Regions from separate parts of the Ovis aries genome. Here region 2 is linked to region 1. The links are chromatin contacts, called in public Hi-C maps. All regions are on one chromosome and are shown on one strand. Each heading gives the region's core, a stretch centred on a gene start, on an enhancer-like site or on the middle of the called end of the contact. The rest is flanking DNA. Distances are from core to core; before and after follow the strand shown.

Region 1 (7,457 bases), core at 1,910-4,409:
ATTCATTCGTGTCCAACCATTTGCAACTCCATGGACTGCAGCATGTCGGGCTTCCCTGTCCTTCACCATCTCCCAGAGTTTGCTCAAACTCATGTCTATTGAGTCAATGATGCTATCCAACCATATCATCCTCTGTCGCTCCCTTCTCCTCCTGCCTTCAATCTTTCCCAGTATCAGGGTCTTTTCCAATGAGTTGACTCTTTCCATCAAATGGCCAAAAGTATTGAAGCTTCAGCTTCAGCATCAGTCCTTCCAATAAATATTCAGGTCTGATTTCCTTTTTAGGATTGACTGGTTTGATCTCCTTGCAGTCCAAGGGACTCTCAAGAGTCTTCTCCAGTACCACAGCTCAAAAGCATCGTTCTTCTGTGCTCAGCTTTCTTTATGGTCCACCTCTCACGTCCACACATGATTACTGGAGAAACCATACATTTGGTTGTTCTTAGTGTTTTACTTTGGAACCTTGAGGCATTTACAGGCTTAGATTTTGGTTTCTTAAGTAAGTCATCACCACATTAGAGCCACATCTGTCCGATGTCCTCCTTGTTTAATTACCACTCTTAACAAACAAGATGTTTTTCTGAAATGTTCATGACCCATCACTATAGTCATTCCTGCCTACTGTTCTAATTTGAGGAAATCATATTGAAGTGTTACTTCCCTTGGTCAATGAGGTATGACATCTCTCTCCCTTCTTCTTGGCCTGAAATTCCTTTCCTACTCAGAATCTCTAGACAGACAGCAGAGACTGGGTCATTGCCTCAAGCAGTAGCCCACAGCAAGTTCTCCGGCGGTCCGCTGGTTGGGACTCTGCACTTTCACTGCGGAGGGCACTTGTTCAAGCCCTGGTCAGGGAAACGTGCTGTGTGCTGCGCTCAGCCGTATCTGACTCTTTTCTGACCCCATGGACTGTTGCTGCCAGGCTTCTCTGTCCGAGAGATTTTTCCAGGCAAGAATATTGGGGTGTCTTGCATTTCTTCCTCCAAGGGATCTTCCCGACCCAGGGATCGAACTGGCATCCCCTGCGTCTCCTGCATTGCAGGTGGATTCTTTTTGACCGCTGCGCCACTGGGTGAGCCTGCACCAGTGGACGCAGGGCCTCTTGGAATCCTTCTGAAGACAGGCAAGCTGCACTCGCAGAAGGCCTCGTGTGCTTGAGCTCCATTTTGTTCTGCCGCTACACAGGTTCTACATGTCCCTCTGGCGGTATTGGACCCTGGGAACTTTCTACCTTGCCACATTGTCTGCCAGATTCATACTCTACACCTTAAATGTTCATTGAAGTAAATGAGCTCTTTGCCAAATGACAGGACAGCCGGCAATTTGTTCTTCAGAACACTCTTGAATGGCAATTTTAAACAGATTCCACAAGCTGCAAGGCGCCCTCCGCCCTCCCCCCAAGTTACCGATTACTGTCTTTGGACCGATAATGTTGTCAGGGAGGAGGAGCCTCTTTAGTCTGTTTGTATCCATCAGTCCTGAAGCACGATGATCTTACAGAATCCCAAGGCCTCAGGCCACCATCCTCAGAAGGTAAGATACAGGTAAGGTTCCAAAAAGGAGTTCTGAGAAGCCTGAGAATAAACACTTGGGAAGGCAGTTCTGACTGACGGGGTGGCTCTCACACCTGATGGACTGAATATGAGAATATCCGGACAGACTGGTACCTCAACACTCTGACAAATCCCACAAACAAACCACAGGCCTTTTTCCACCAGAACCAACATTTTAGTGTGTGTAGTGCTCTTGCCTGGAAAATCCCATGGACAGAGGAGCCTGGTGGGCTGCAGTCCATGGGGTCACCAAGAGTCAGACACGACTGAGTGACTTCCCTTTCACTTTTCACTTTCATGCATTGGAGAAGGACATGGCAACCCACTCCAGTGTTCTTGCTTGGAGAATCCCAGGGATGGGGGAGCCTGGTGGGCTGCCATCTGTGGGGTCGCACATAGTCAGACATGACTGAAGCGACTTAGCAGCAGCAGCAGCAGCAGCAGCAGCAGCAGCAGCAGCAGCAGCAGCAGCTCTCCTATCACCATGCTCTCAAACCCTGCCTGTTTTCCTTAAAGAAACTAACAGAGGGCGCTGTCACCCAACGGTAACTACATTAGAGTGCCGCCAAACCATTTTCCAATCCAGTAAATCGTCTCCTCCCACTCCAGTTTATGAAAATTCATCTCTTTTGAGCAATTCCAGACTGAATTCATTTTTTTCAGCTTTCTGCTCAGCTGTGGTGGAGATGTTTGTTTACAACAGTATCTTTGCCGAACATATGCTGTATGGTTTGGGTAATTCAACATCCTGGTGGAGCCCAAAGAAACACAGAAGATGACAGTTTGGGCAGCGTGATTTTGTTGCACACAGACAGAATGAGCGTCATTCTTGTGTTTAGGAGGCCAAGACTGCAAACACTGCAAAGATGCAAAGGGAATTTGGGTAATGAAGGAGGTGGAACAGGAAGGGCTGCACATCCTAAACAATGAAGTGGGCTCACACACACACATTGGATTTTCAGTTGGTCAAAATGAGCAGGGGTTTTTGGTTCACAAGCGTTTCCCCAGGGCCTGGCATCCCTGCCTGCCACATATTAATGCCTATAAATACCTTTGAATCATAACTAATATATTCAATGTCAGAATTTGTTGAGAAGTTCAGTCCACTGGCTGTTTAGTTTATGAGGTGCTAAATAACCATTTTAACTGACTTAAAAAAAACTCAGCTAAATGAATCAGCCCTTTGTTTGAAGATCACAGGGACAAAGTCAGTAAACATATTGAGCAAACACTGCCCTCTAACCCTCAGCTCTCCTGCACCCTCCCATTCTCCTTACTTGACTTTCTTTCCCACAGAGACCCTTGCAGATGGGTTACTGTGAGCCTGGCCCTTGAGGGGACTGAAGCCATGCCAGTGTTTTCCCCAGTGGCCAGTGGGGGGACGCTCACTCTGCTCCTCTAATCTCTGCCTCCTGCCCTTCACATCCAGGACAGATCCCCAAGGAAGCAGCAAGAGAGATCTCTTCCCTCCTCTGCCTGGAACCCATCACTTCATCTTGTGACAGTGCTCAGACCCCAGAGGGGAGCGTGGGCACATCACTGAGCCCATGGGAACCTAGTGCTATCATCGTGATCTGGTTTTGTCATCCGGACCTGTGACCTGAGCCTAGGAACTCTGTCTTCCCTTTCATCTCCAGCTTTCTGTTCCTCAGACCCACACACCTGGGGCGGGGCAGGAGGTAGCAGTCTGTTCCCGAGTGTGGGGCAAAGGTCCCCAAAGCCCGGGCCTGGCCTGCAGCAGCTTCACCTGGGAATTAATAGAAACGCAAGTTCCCGCTCTCCTTAGACCTTTGGGGCTGTGGACACTCGGGCTATAATTGAACAGCACCTGGGGATTCTGATCCCCGTGAAACTGAACCCCTGTCCTGCAATTGTGTGGAGAGGAAGGGGTCAAGAGATAGAGGAGCTTGGGGCCCCTGAGGCTGGAGGAGGGGGGTCAGGGTGGGGCTGGAGGCTGGGAAATGAAAAGCACATGGAATTCCTGGGTGGCTAAGAGCACAGGCTCTCATCTGACTGCTTGAATCCCAGCCCTGCCACCTACTGTGTGTGTGTGTGTGTGTGTGTGTGTGTGTGTGTGTGACCTGAGTAGGAGGCTTGGACTCTCTCTCTGTGCTTCTGTCTCTAAAATTCTAATACAGCCAGTAGTAGGACCATAGCAGATGCAGCTCTAGTGCCACCCCTTAATCCCTTCAGGATACCCCTCCCTGAGGTCTTTGCTCTTTCTGGATGTCAAAGCCAGCTCTCCACATCTAAGCACCCTGTCCTCATCCGCTAACAGGACAGCAGCCCCCGAACAATGACTGCTCAGGTGGGTGTGTCCAAACCCCGGCCCCCTTGGCCCATTGTGACTGTGTGTCCCGTGCAGATTCTACCCTTTCCTCAGCAGGAATAAGCTCCAGTTACCTCAGTGAGTGGTATGTGTGTCTCACCCCTCACGTTCCAGCTTTTCTCAGCTTGCTTTCCAAGACCCCCTTCTGAACAAACAGCCTCCTCTTGAGTTCTCCCCTCAAGGTCTCCTTTGGAAGAACCCGAGCCAAACCAAGAGCTCTCCCTCTATGGTTGATTGAGGTTAATGCAATCAGCTTTGAGAACCATGCTCCATACACAGTAGGCGCTCCATAGAGGCCTGCCATTGTTGTGAGCACCTGAGCACTGAATGTGGAGTCAGGACACCTGATTCCAGTCTTGCTTTGCACCAGCCAGTGAGGGAAGCCCGAGGAAGCCAGTTATCCGCCGCCCCCCACCCCTCAACCCTGAGGGTCAGTTTCTACCCTATCAGGGCTATTTGGAGAATAAAACAGAAGAGCTCAGGAGGCAGTTTGCAAACTGTGAAGGGAAACACCAAAGTGAAAGGTAAGAGGAAACAAAGGCTGAGGAAACTCACCCAGCTCAGCTCCATCTTCCCTGGATCCTGGAACCAGGACTGCCTCGGGCCCAGAAAGAACTCTCCCGACCAGTGTCCACCGTCTGTGGGGGCGGGGATCCAGAGGAGTGCTGAGCACTGCTGAAAATCGGGCCTTTTGGTCCACCCTGTACTGAGCACTTGGGGCTGAGTCTCAGGCATCATGAGGATTTTATTTCAAGGTATTTAAAATGAGTCTATTAGAAACAGGAGCAATTCCAAATGGGGTCTGAAAACAGAGTCACATTCCAATATTTATCTTTTACAGACTAAATGTTTGTAACAGGAAAAATGTGAAGAGCCAACTCATTTAAAAAGACCCTGATGCTGGGAAAGATTGATGGCAGGAGGAGAAGGGGACAACAGAGGATGAGATGTTAGGAGGGCATCACCAACTTAATGGACATGAATTTGAGCAAACTCCAGGAGAAGGTGAAGGACAGGGAAGCCTGGCATGCTGCAGTTAATGGGGTCGCAAAGAGTTGGACATGACTTAGCACCTGAACAACAAAAGGAAAAGTGCAAGGCAGCATGAGAGTGCCATCAGCACGGCAATTAAACTACCTATGGGTCATTTTTAATGCACAGTGCGGGACGGGAGGAGTGGTCCAGGGCAAGGCTTGGAAATCGTCTGCCTTGAACCATGTGGATTTTGTTGAAGAACCCGCAACCTTAATTGGCCAGGATATCAGAGGCCCAAGTCCTTGGCCCTGCGTACTCCGCCTGAGCAGGGAAGGCTGTTTTGAAATTGGGGATGTCGGAAGGGCTTTCTGGGAGTCCCATGGAGTGAGGACTGCAGGGGAGAGACAGAGAATTTATTTGGACATAAGAGCAGCTAGCAGACCGGGGCCCTGAAGGGCTGAAAAAAAGACCTAGGAAATGGTGACGAAAACATGAAAGGAACTAACAGATATTTTTAAGGGAAACACTCTTGGTTTTTTGTGTTTTTTTCACCTCTGTGAAATAACAGAAACACAACCAGAATTATTAATAGTAGAGGGCCATTTTTAAAGAAAGAATACGAGGAGTTCATCTCCAACTTCCAGAAGCTTCCAGCAACTGGTGACTTCTGTCAGGTGACTGCTTCACTGACCTGGAGGAAAAACAAGTTTTACTCAGGCAGGCAGCTTGCCAAGGACTGTTCCTTCAGCCAGGCATGGTTGTCTTTTTCTCCCCAAGCGTGTTTTCCCTCAAACTGTCCAGGCAAAGGCCAGTAGGAGATGACATGTCCCAGGGTGGTGAGTGTTGCTGACAAATGTCGTGTCCCCTCAGACTTCATCCTGTAGGGTGGGAAAATGCTGAGGTGTCCAAGATGCTGTGACGCTTGAGGGGAGACTTGTCTGGACTTGAAGACCCCGACTCTTCAAGTTTAAAGTGCCAGGAGGGGTCCCAGGAGGGACAAAGGGCCCCTGGAAGGTTAGCTAGGTCCACTCCTCTCTGACATACTGCTGTACTCACCACCAGGGAGGGGTCAGGCCGGTTGCTTTACCTCAAAGACCTCAGTGTGACCAACTGAAAAGTAGTAATAACATGGCGGGGACCAGCTCCCAGACAGGCTTCAGTTTGAGAAGAGGCGGGTGCTGGGAGTTGGGGAAGCAAGTGGCCCAGTGGAGAGAAGCCAGCCTCCTGGTGATGGCTGAGGGTGCTGGGCCTTTGGGGAGTTTCTGAGAATGGTGGGGGCCTGTGCCTTGTGAGCATACAGCTTGCAAGGCCAAGTATGGGATTTCCGCAGGGCTCAACCATGGAAACAAGAGAAGGAAGCTAAGAGCCGTGGCCTAGAGACTGAGGCAAAACATTCCTGCTTCTTCACTTAGCTCAGAAGAAATGGAGCTGCGTGTCTTCAAATGGAGTCACCCCTCAGGCTGACTAGGAAAGAACCGTATCTAGAGTTCCTCTTTCCAAATGTTGGCTCTTTGGATTCTTCTTGTCCGACTCTAGAGAGGAAAGACACCCCCAAAGGTGACTGGGTTTACGTTTCTCATCACCTGTGTATGCACGCTACAGCACCAACCCAGGCTTGCGGAGTTTAGCGCTTGGGAAGCTTGGAGAGCCATCTTTAAGAAAAACAGTACAAGACTATGAATACACAAGGAGGTGTGGAAGTGACTGTTTATTCAGAACAAGAGCAGAAATAACGACAAATGACAGAATTTCAACAGTGGACTGTATTAGATTCCTGTGGCTGCCTTAACAGATTACCCCACACTTAGTGCCTGGAAAATCCCATGGACAGAGGAGCCTGGTAGGCTGCGGTCCATGGGGTTGCGAAGAGTCAGACACGACTGTAGGGAACAAGGTATAAAGAAGGTTGAGAAGTGCTTGCAAACGAGACTCTCAACCAGGGCTGAACATTCTTGCAAACGAGATGTTCAGCTAAGAATCCTGTTTGTTCCCATGGGAAAAGAACATTTCTTGCACACAAGGATGTTTCTCTGATTCCTCAAAAGGAACAGACCCTGGGACAAAACGGATTCTAAGTTGATAAGGAAGTTCCCCAAAACAAAGTCTTAGCTGCAGTAAATAAGTCAAGGTAAAGGTTATCTCGCCCTGCGCCTGCGCACTATATAGTCTCTGAATCATAGTGCTTGGCAGCTTGCCCTGTAGGTTGTTGTGCAAGGGATATAAAATAAAGCAGCTGTAAGAAGCTAGTGTTAAAAATATAAAGATTTAAACTACTCTGCAGTGTTGGTGTTTCATTCCGTCGCCGGCACACGACTGAGCAACTTCCCTTTCACTTTTCACTTTCATGCATTGGAGAAGGAAATGGCAACCCACTCCAGTGTTCTTGCCTGGAGAATCCCAGGGATGGGGGAGCCTGGTGGGCTGCCATCTATGGGGTCACACAGAGTCGGACACGACTGAAGTGACTTAGCAGCAGCAGTGACTTAAGGGAAATCGATTCTCTTCTGGTCCTGGAGGTCAGAAGTTGGAAACCAAGCTGCCAGTGAGGCCACACCCCCTTCCTCCCAGCGGCTCTAGGGGAGAACACTTTCCTGCCTGCT
Region 2 (7,457 bases), core at 2,744-5,243, 75 kb after region 1:
GTGTGGATGTCAGTTGGACTGTGAAGAAGGCTGAGCGCCGAAGAATTGATGCTTTTGAGCTGTGGTATTGGAGAAGACTCTTGAGAGTCCCTTGGACTGCAAGGAGATCCAACCAGTTCATTCTGAAGGAGATCAACCCAGGGATTTCTTTGGAAGGAATGATGCTGAGGCTGAAACTCCAGTACTTTGGCCACCTGATGCGAAGAGTTGACTCATTGGAAAAGACTCTGATGCTGGGAGGGATTGGGGGCAGGAGAAGGGGACGACAGAGGATGAGATGGCTGGATGGCATCTCTGACTCAATGGACGTGAATCTGAGTGAGCTCTGGGAGATGGTGATGGACAGGGAGGCCTGGCATGCTGCGATTTATGGGGTCGCAAAGAGTCGGACACGACTGAACGACTGAACTGAACTGAACTGAAGCTTTGGAAAGAGTTGAAAGCAGCTGACTTTTGATCTATTTACTCTCTTTAGTACAGGGAAGCCCTGGAGGCCAAAGAAAAGGGCACATGACTCCACTGGACTGTAGGTAAATAAATTAATCATATTTGCTAAGAAGAAGTTCGTTGTTCAGACGCTAAGTTGTGGTCGACTCTTTCCAACCTCACAAACTGCAACATGCCAGGCTTAAGAGAATTTACATATTGAATAGACTTAATGGTTATCCCTGGTCACAAGACTGATTCAGTTCAGTTCAGTTCAGTCGCTCAGTTGTGTCCGACTCTTTGCAACCCCAAGAATTGCAGCATGCCAGGCTTCCCTGTCCATCACCAACTCCCGGAGTTCACCCAAACTCATGTGCATTGAGTCCGTGATGCCATCCAGCCATCTCATCCTCTGTTGTCCCCTTCTCCTCCTGCCCCCAATCCCCGCCAGCATCAGAGTCTTTTCCAATGAGTCAGCTCTTCTCATGAGAAGGCCAAAGTATTGGAGTTTCAGCCTCAGCATCAGTCCTTCCAATGAACACCCAGGACTGGTCTCCTTTAGGATGGACTGGTTGGATCTCCTTTGATTATGCTAAATAAGCCCAGAATTTAGGAAACATGGTTCCATGGCTAAGTAACTTTCTGGAATAGAAAATAGTCTGTTTGGTGATCTGAGAACCTCATTAGAGACCTCATTAGATCCTCATCTGTAACCGTGGATCTGAGAATATATTAATTTGCAAGGAATTCCAGAAAAAATTAATAGACTGGGTGGCTTAAACAACAGAAATTTAATTTCTCACAGTTTTGTTAGCTAAAAGTCCAAGCTCATGGGTCAGCGGGACGGCTTTCTTTCGAAGCTTCTTTTCTTGGCTTGCAGAGGGCTGCCTTCTGCTGTGTCTTCACATGGTCCTCTCTTGGTCTGTGTTTTCCTAATCTTTTCTTATAAGGACACCAGTCCTATTGGATTAGGTCCCACACATATGACCTCTTTTTGTCTTAATTACCTCTACAGGCTCTGTCTCCAAATACAGTCACAGTACTGGGGTAAAGACTAAAATATATGAATTTTAAAGAGACACAATTCAGCTTGTATTAAGGTAGGAGACTGATGGGCCCTAAGGTTGGATAGCTGCTATTTGTCAAATGGAGTAAAATTGAATTTTTGTCCAATGAAAAAGCTAATGGCAGAAGCTGAGCTCTGCAGAAGTAAAGAGATAAGATGACCACTCTTGAGGTCAAGGAGAACTTCCCTGTCTGCACATGCACAGGAAGGCTCCTTGGAGGTCAACAAGGGAGGGGCTCCTACCCCATAATGAGTAGACATGCACCCACAGTCCTACATGATGGGATCCATCTTAACAAAGAGTTGTGCACCCATTTTGGAGAGGGTCCTAGGAGCAGTCAAGTGTGAAAAAAGAAATGAGATAACCGGCCAAAGGTAAACAAAGACCTGGAAGACCTGTCCTCTATAATTGATTTCAATCATTTCACTACTGCATGCATCATGAGAGAGGAGGCCCACACCCTTTCTCTCTGGGTCTGTATCTCTGCCTGTGTGTGTGCTCATTTCCCTCCAACTCTTTGCAACCCTGTGAGCTGTAGCCCTCCAGGCTCCTCTGAGCATGGGATTTTTCAAAGAATACTGGAGTGGGTTGCCATTTCCTACTACAGGGGATCTTCCTGGCTCATGGATCAAACCCACATCTCTCTCGTGTCTCCTGCATTGGCAGGCAGATCCTTTACCGCTGCGCCACCTGGCTTCAGTCTTAAATAAATAAACTGTTTCTCTGAACGTTCTCCCACATGCTATGCTGTGTCTCTTATAATAAACTTTGTACCTGTTTTCACAGTTTTTGTCTCTTTTGAAGCATTCTCGCTTTCAAATGGGAGAACGAGTCAGGGCCGCTGCTTCTGGCCTCTAATACCTTGATGATCTGGTGGCTAGGAGTCCTGGTTTTCATCCAGACTGCTGCTGCTAAGTCACTTCAGTCGTGTCTGACCCTCAGCGACCCCATAGACTGCAGCCCTCCAGGCTCCTCCGTCCATGGGATTTTCTAGGCAAGAGTACTGGAGTGGGGCACCATTGCCAGACTACCCACATTCAATTCCTAGGCAGGCAGCTAAGATCTCTCTTCAGGACCGTTCACTGCTGCCTCTCGAGATCAGTAACAGAGAGTATGTTGCCCATGCAGGAAGGAAGGGCCTGCAGTGTCAAGTGAGATTTCCAGGACCTCAGCTTTGTCTGAAAATATCTCTACGATCTGCATCTTTGACCTTATTAGTAAAGCTTAATTCTGGTAAGATATCTGATTCATGTGAATCTAATCATGGGTGTTAGCTTAAGCAATATCTGTACTGCTTATTTTTTAGACTGGGGGTCACCATGAAATAATAGTACCTCCATCTATGGGTGTTTGCTAGAGTATTTTTTAGACATTTCCCTTTTAAGTTTCTCAAAATCAAAATAAAAGAGGGCTGGGTTAGAAAATTTATGCTTGAACAAAGGGCTAGAGGGAACAAATAGGTGCTAACTAAACAAGGAAGCCATTAGAGTGATGTGGCTCTCATGCCCTGGCATCCTCTGTAAGCAAGCGGAATCTAACCTGGTCTGAGAGTCCAGAAATCAAAGTACGAAACAAATGCAGTCAACTAGGCAATTACATCTAGTCAATGAATAATTTCCTTGCCTCAACTTTTCTCTATTAAACTCTCTCCCTAGCTCTTGGAGACTCCAAACTGCAAGGAGTGGGGCTATTTGTTATTTTATTGTACTTTTAAAATGCACTGAAATTAAAAACTCCAAACTATAATTGTAGAGATGGCAGGCAACAAATTAAAAATATTTTTAAACTTCTCAGATTTGTCTCTCATGAGCACCACCTGCTCAACATGTGCTTTTTATATTCCATGATAGCACACAAGCTTTTTGTGGGTGGTGAATAATCATAACTGGCACATTGCCTGCCATGTCACTAAACGAAGGGTCCATTGTAGTTATTGCCAAAGGTGAGCTGGTGAGCCTAACCAGCTCAGGAAAGAAAAGAGTACCTTCCTTCTGACAGTCATGGGACTACAGTCACTCCCTCGGTGTGAAAGGGAGGAAACTCAGGCTGTAAAAACACAGGATACTAACCCCAGATAGCTGAGAAGCTAAAAACAACACTTTAACATTATTCTTAAATATTTATGTATTTTTCATGTTTTTCAAGGCCAGAGAGGTAATAAACGGGTCCATAGAGCACAGCGGCTGGGACTGCAAGGAAAGTAAAACCATCCTGAGACATCCAGGGCCAGCCATGGGTCCCACCCCCACTCCCATCCCCCATGCCCCCAGGTCAACCCCTAGGGCACAATTTAGGATCCCCTAGAGTTTGCGATTTAGCAGCAGCAGCAGCAGCAGCAGCAGCAGAATTTTAAAATCTAAGCTACCTCAGTCCACTAACAGCCGCCCAGATCTGGAGGCGGTCCGAAGACGCACTAGCTCGCAGGCTCTACGGCTGCGCGCAGGCGCGTGGGGGCGGGGCCACGAGGCAGGAAATGTGCCCCCGAGGCGGACGCTAGGCTGTAGAGGTCGAAGTTCAGGCAGCTGCTGCTTCTTCGGTTTGGGAAGGAGACGCGGGGCCCATGGCGCTTAGGGGCATCACAGTCGTGGAACTCGGCGGCCTGGCCCCGGTTCCCTTCTGCGGTATGGTCCTGGCGGACTTCGGGGCTCACGTGGTGCGCGTGGACCGACCCGGCACCCGCAGCGACCCGAGCGGGTTGGCCCGAGGCAAGCGCTCGCTGGCGGTGGACCTGAAGCGGCCGCGGGGAGCCGCGGTGCTGCGGCGCCTGTGCGCCCAGGCGGACGTGCTGTTGGAACCTTTCCGCCCCGGTGAGCCTCCTGCCCCTACGCGGGGCCAGAGAGGGGACGGTCCCCGCAGAAGGGAGGTCGCCGCGCCCGGCCGCTTGGGGCTGCACCCCGCATGCTGCTGCTGCTGCTGCTGCTGCTAAGTCGCTTCAGTTGTGTCCAACTCTGTGCGACCTCATAGACTGCAGCCCACCAGGCTCCTCCGTCCCTGGGATTCTCCAGGCAAGAGCACTGGAGTGGGTTGCCATTTCCTTCTCCAATGCATGAAAGTGAAAGTGAAGTCGCTCAGTCGTGTCCTACTCCTAGGGACCCCATGGACTGCAGCCTACCGGTATACCTTTACCCTGTTGCCACCTGAACCCTTTCCATCCCTTTCTAGACCTTGCTGTTGCATTTGATGTTGCTGATCGTTCGCCCCCTGAGACGATCTTCCACTCTTGGAGTCCGAGATAATGCTGTTGTCCCCACTTTCCCTATACCTCTGACTCCTTCCCAAGTTCCCCCCCTTTTTTTTAGTTACTCTTTCCCATTTGCGTTTCTTAATTACGTGAAGGTCATGAACCCTATGAGAAACAAACGAAAGCCATAGATTCTCTCCCTGGAAAACTGCATGTAGGTTCATAGTCAAACTTTGACAAATTTTGGAGCTTGGTTTACCGGGGTAAAGCCAGGCTAACACCTGCTTCCTTAAATGCTGGGGTTCAGGTTCCAGCTTCTGCTCAATTTCCTTTACACTCTGCTTCTTGCAGCCCTTATCCATTTCTGCTGTTTTTATTTTTTATAGGCAGGTGATGGCCAAGTCTATAACTGTGCCCCCTTCTTTTAGAGCCACAGACTTCCAGAATAGGCAAGTTCTGCCCACTTCTATCTGACTGTCTCCTAGGCACTGCAGCTTCCACATATTCCAAACAGTCCCACGTCTTCCCTACTAAAATGTCCTCTTCTCTTTCTGTATCATTTCAGTGAATAGAACCAATGTCCACCCAGTTGCCTGAATGAAAAACTCGTACCTTTGTCTAGGCTCCCAAATCTTCCTTTTCCACCACCAGCTTTCAGTTATCATCAGTCCCATCATTCTTCTTCCTTTCTGTGACTTCTGGATTCTTTGCATGCCTGCTGCAGCTTCCTTGATAACAGTTGTAACAGCCTTTTTAAAGCTGATGTTTGGGTCTAGCACCACTTTGATCTTTGCTCAGACACCTGCTGTTGCTCAAGTACAAATCCCAAGCTTTGGTATATAGCTGGAAGTCAGTAAATGGGGAATGAATCTGCTATGTGGGGCACCAGGTGTATTTAAATATGTGAATGAATCCACCCTCAGATCTGAGATTACAACAATAATAATTTAGTAATTAGGATTATGTTATAATTTAATAATACACAACTTGAAATTGAAGGAGACTCCATATGGGTAAATAATTTGTTGCAGAATTAGGGGAGAGGTGGAGCTAGTTGCAGGGGGTGTTGGGGTGGTTTGAGGCTGATGTTTTTCTAGTTAGAGAAATAGAGTTCTATTTTTTATTGAAGTATGGTTGATTTACAATGTTGTGTTAATTACTACTGTACAGCAGAGCCACTGAGTTACATATATATTCTTTTTCATATTTTTCATTTATCACAGGTTTATCACAGGATATTGAATAGAGCTTCCTGTGCTATATGGTAGAACCTTATTGTTTATCCATTCTGTATATACTTGTTTGCATCTGCTAATCCCAAGCTCCCAATTCATCCCTCTCCTATCCTTCCCCCTTGGTAACCACCAGTCTAGGAATAGAATCCTTTTGTAACTTGTCATAGCTTTGTGGAGACAAAGTCAGTGAGTTTTACTATCTAATTTTATGTCTTTAACCCCAGGACTCCTTAGGTTCCCTGGCTTTAGCAGAATAAATATTGATTGACCCTTGAACAAACCAGGGCTAACCTGTACTTTAGTTACAGTGGTTCTTCACAGTTCCTCGGCATCCATCAACCACAGACTGTGTAATACTGTAGTATTTACTTTTGAAAAACTGGATGTCAGTGGACCCAAACAGTTCAAACTCGCCTTGTTCAAGGGTCAGCTGTACTCGCTGATAAGAGCAATTAAATGCTGTTGTTGCTAACCCTTCTTTCACCAGATATTTATACTGAGTCTTTTTGTAGAGGAACTGCTGGGCATGTTAAAGGCCTGTGGGAACAGATGAGGCATGAATCCTGCCAGAGGAGCATCTGAGCTGTTTGGGAAGATGGAATATATACATGCATAAGCATAGCAGGCACCCATGCAGGCATAGACATAAAAGAGGTCCTGAAAGGAAAAGCAGCTTCCAAAGTGAATTTTTGATCAATTAAAGACCCAGAGTAACTTCCAAAAGAACAGACCACTTCTAATAAATTACTTAGGAGCAAACTGGGGAAACTCTGAAGGGGCTGACTGAAGGGATGGCATATCCACTCTGAAGATGTTTGGGTATGCCTGCAGGGATGTAGGGCAGTGCTGAAGGGAAATAGCATTCTTGGGGTGGGGGGATCTGCCACACATTCCAGAAATGGGGGCTTCACTGTCTGGGTTCTTAATTACTGGCAATACGTTCACTATAAACTCACAACAAATGTTACCAATTTTCCTTGCAAAAAAGTGCTATTTTATATTTGCCACAAAGAAGGGATTATACCCATCTTCAGTTCATGCTGTCTTCAAAAAAAATGTAACTTTTCTCTTAAGGGGTAATGGAAAGACTCCAGCTCGGTCCAGAGATTCTGCAGAAGAAGAACCCAAGGCTTATCTATGGCAGGTTGAGTGGATTCGGCCAGTCAGGAAGGTTCTCCAAGGCAGCCGGACATGACATCAACTATTTGGCTTTGTCAGGTATGTTGGGAAAAAAAAAAAGCAATTTCTCTACACTCTTTTTTCCCCCAGTCAAGATCTACAGTTACACTTATTAGAAAGAATGTTTTAAAGGTGAAGTTTGGAATATTTATTGGAATTAATAAAGAGCGTGTACTTCTTTAAAAAAGATTGGTTTGTCTTGGAACAATCACTGTCAGCCTCCCTCTGGTGACTCAGATCGTAAGGAATCTGCCTGCAAAGCAGGAGACATGGGTTTGATGCCTGGGTCAGGAATATCCCTTGGAGGAGAGCATGGCCACCCACTCCAGTATTCTTGCCTGGAGAATACATGGACAGAGGAGCCTGGCA

What was found. A called contact is a pair of places that touch in the nucleus more often than the background predicts.
Region 2: a contact with region 1 is called in a Hi-C map of liver, with 5 times the contacts expected there. The contact joins the promoter of AMACR here to the enhancer-like site in region 1. A contact is called at or near these places in 2 of 16 Hi-C or Micro-C datasets (both in liver).

Annotation. Positions count from the first base shown.
Region 1 is chr16:39,843,207-39,850,663 of ARS-UI_Ramb_v3.0, forward strand. No RefSeq gene overlaps it. Among named protein-coding and RNA genes, the nearest start is that of C1QTNF3, 38 kb to the right of the region's middle. Within about 2 kb of position 3,160, at least 13 of the 54 cell types and tissues checked have an H3K27ac peak or open chromatin away from gene starts, as enhancers often do. A contact at or near this core is called in liver, where this site is marked.
Region 2 is chr16:39,917,625-39,925,081 of ARS-UI_Ramb_v3.0, forward strand. It overlaps AMACR (alpha-methylacyl-CoA racemase), which reads left to right and starts at 3,994. Exons shown (of 5, transcript XM_004017063.6): 1 at 3,994-4,300; 2 at 6,984-7,127. The coding sequence starts at 4,054.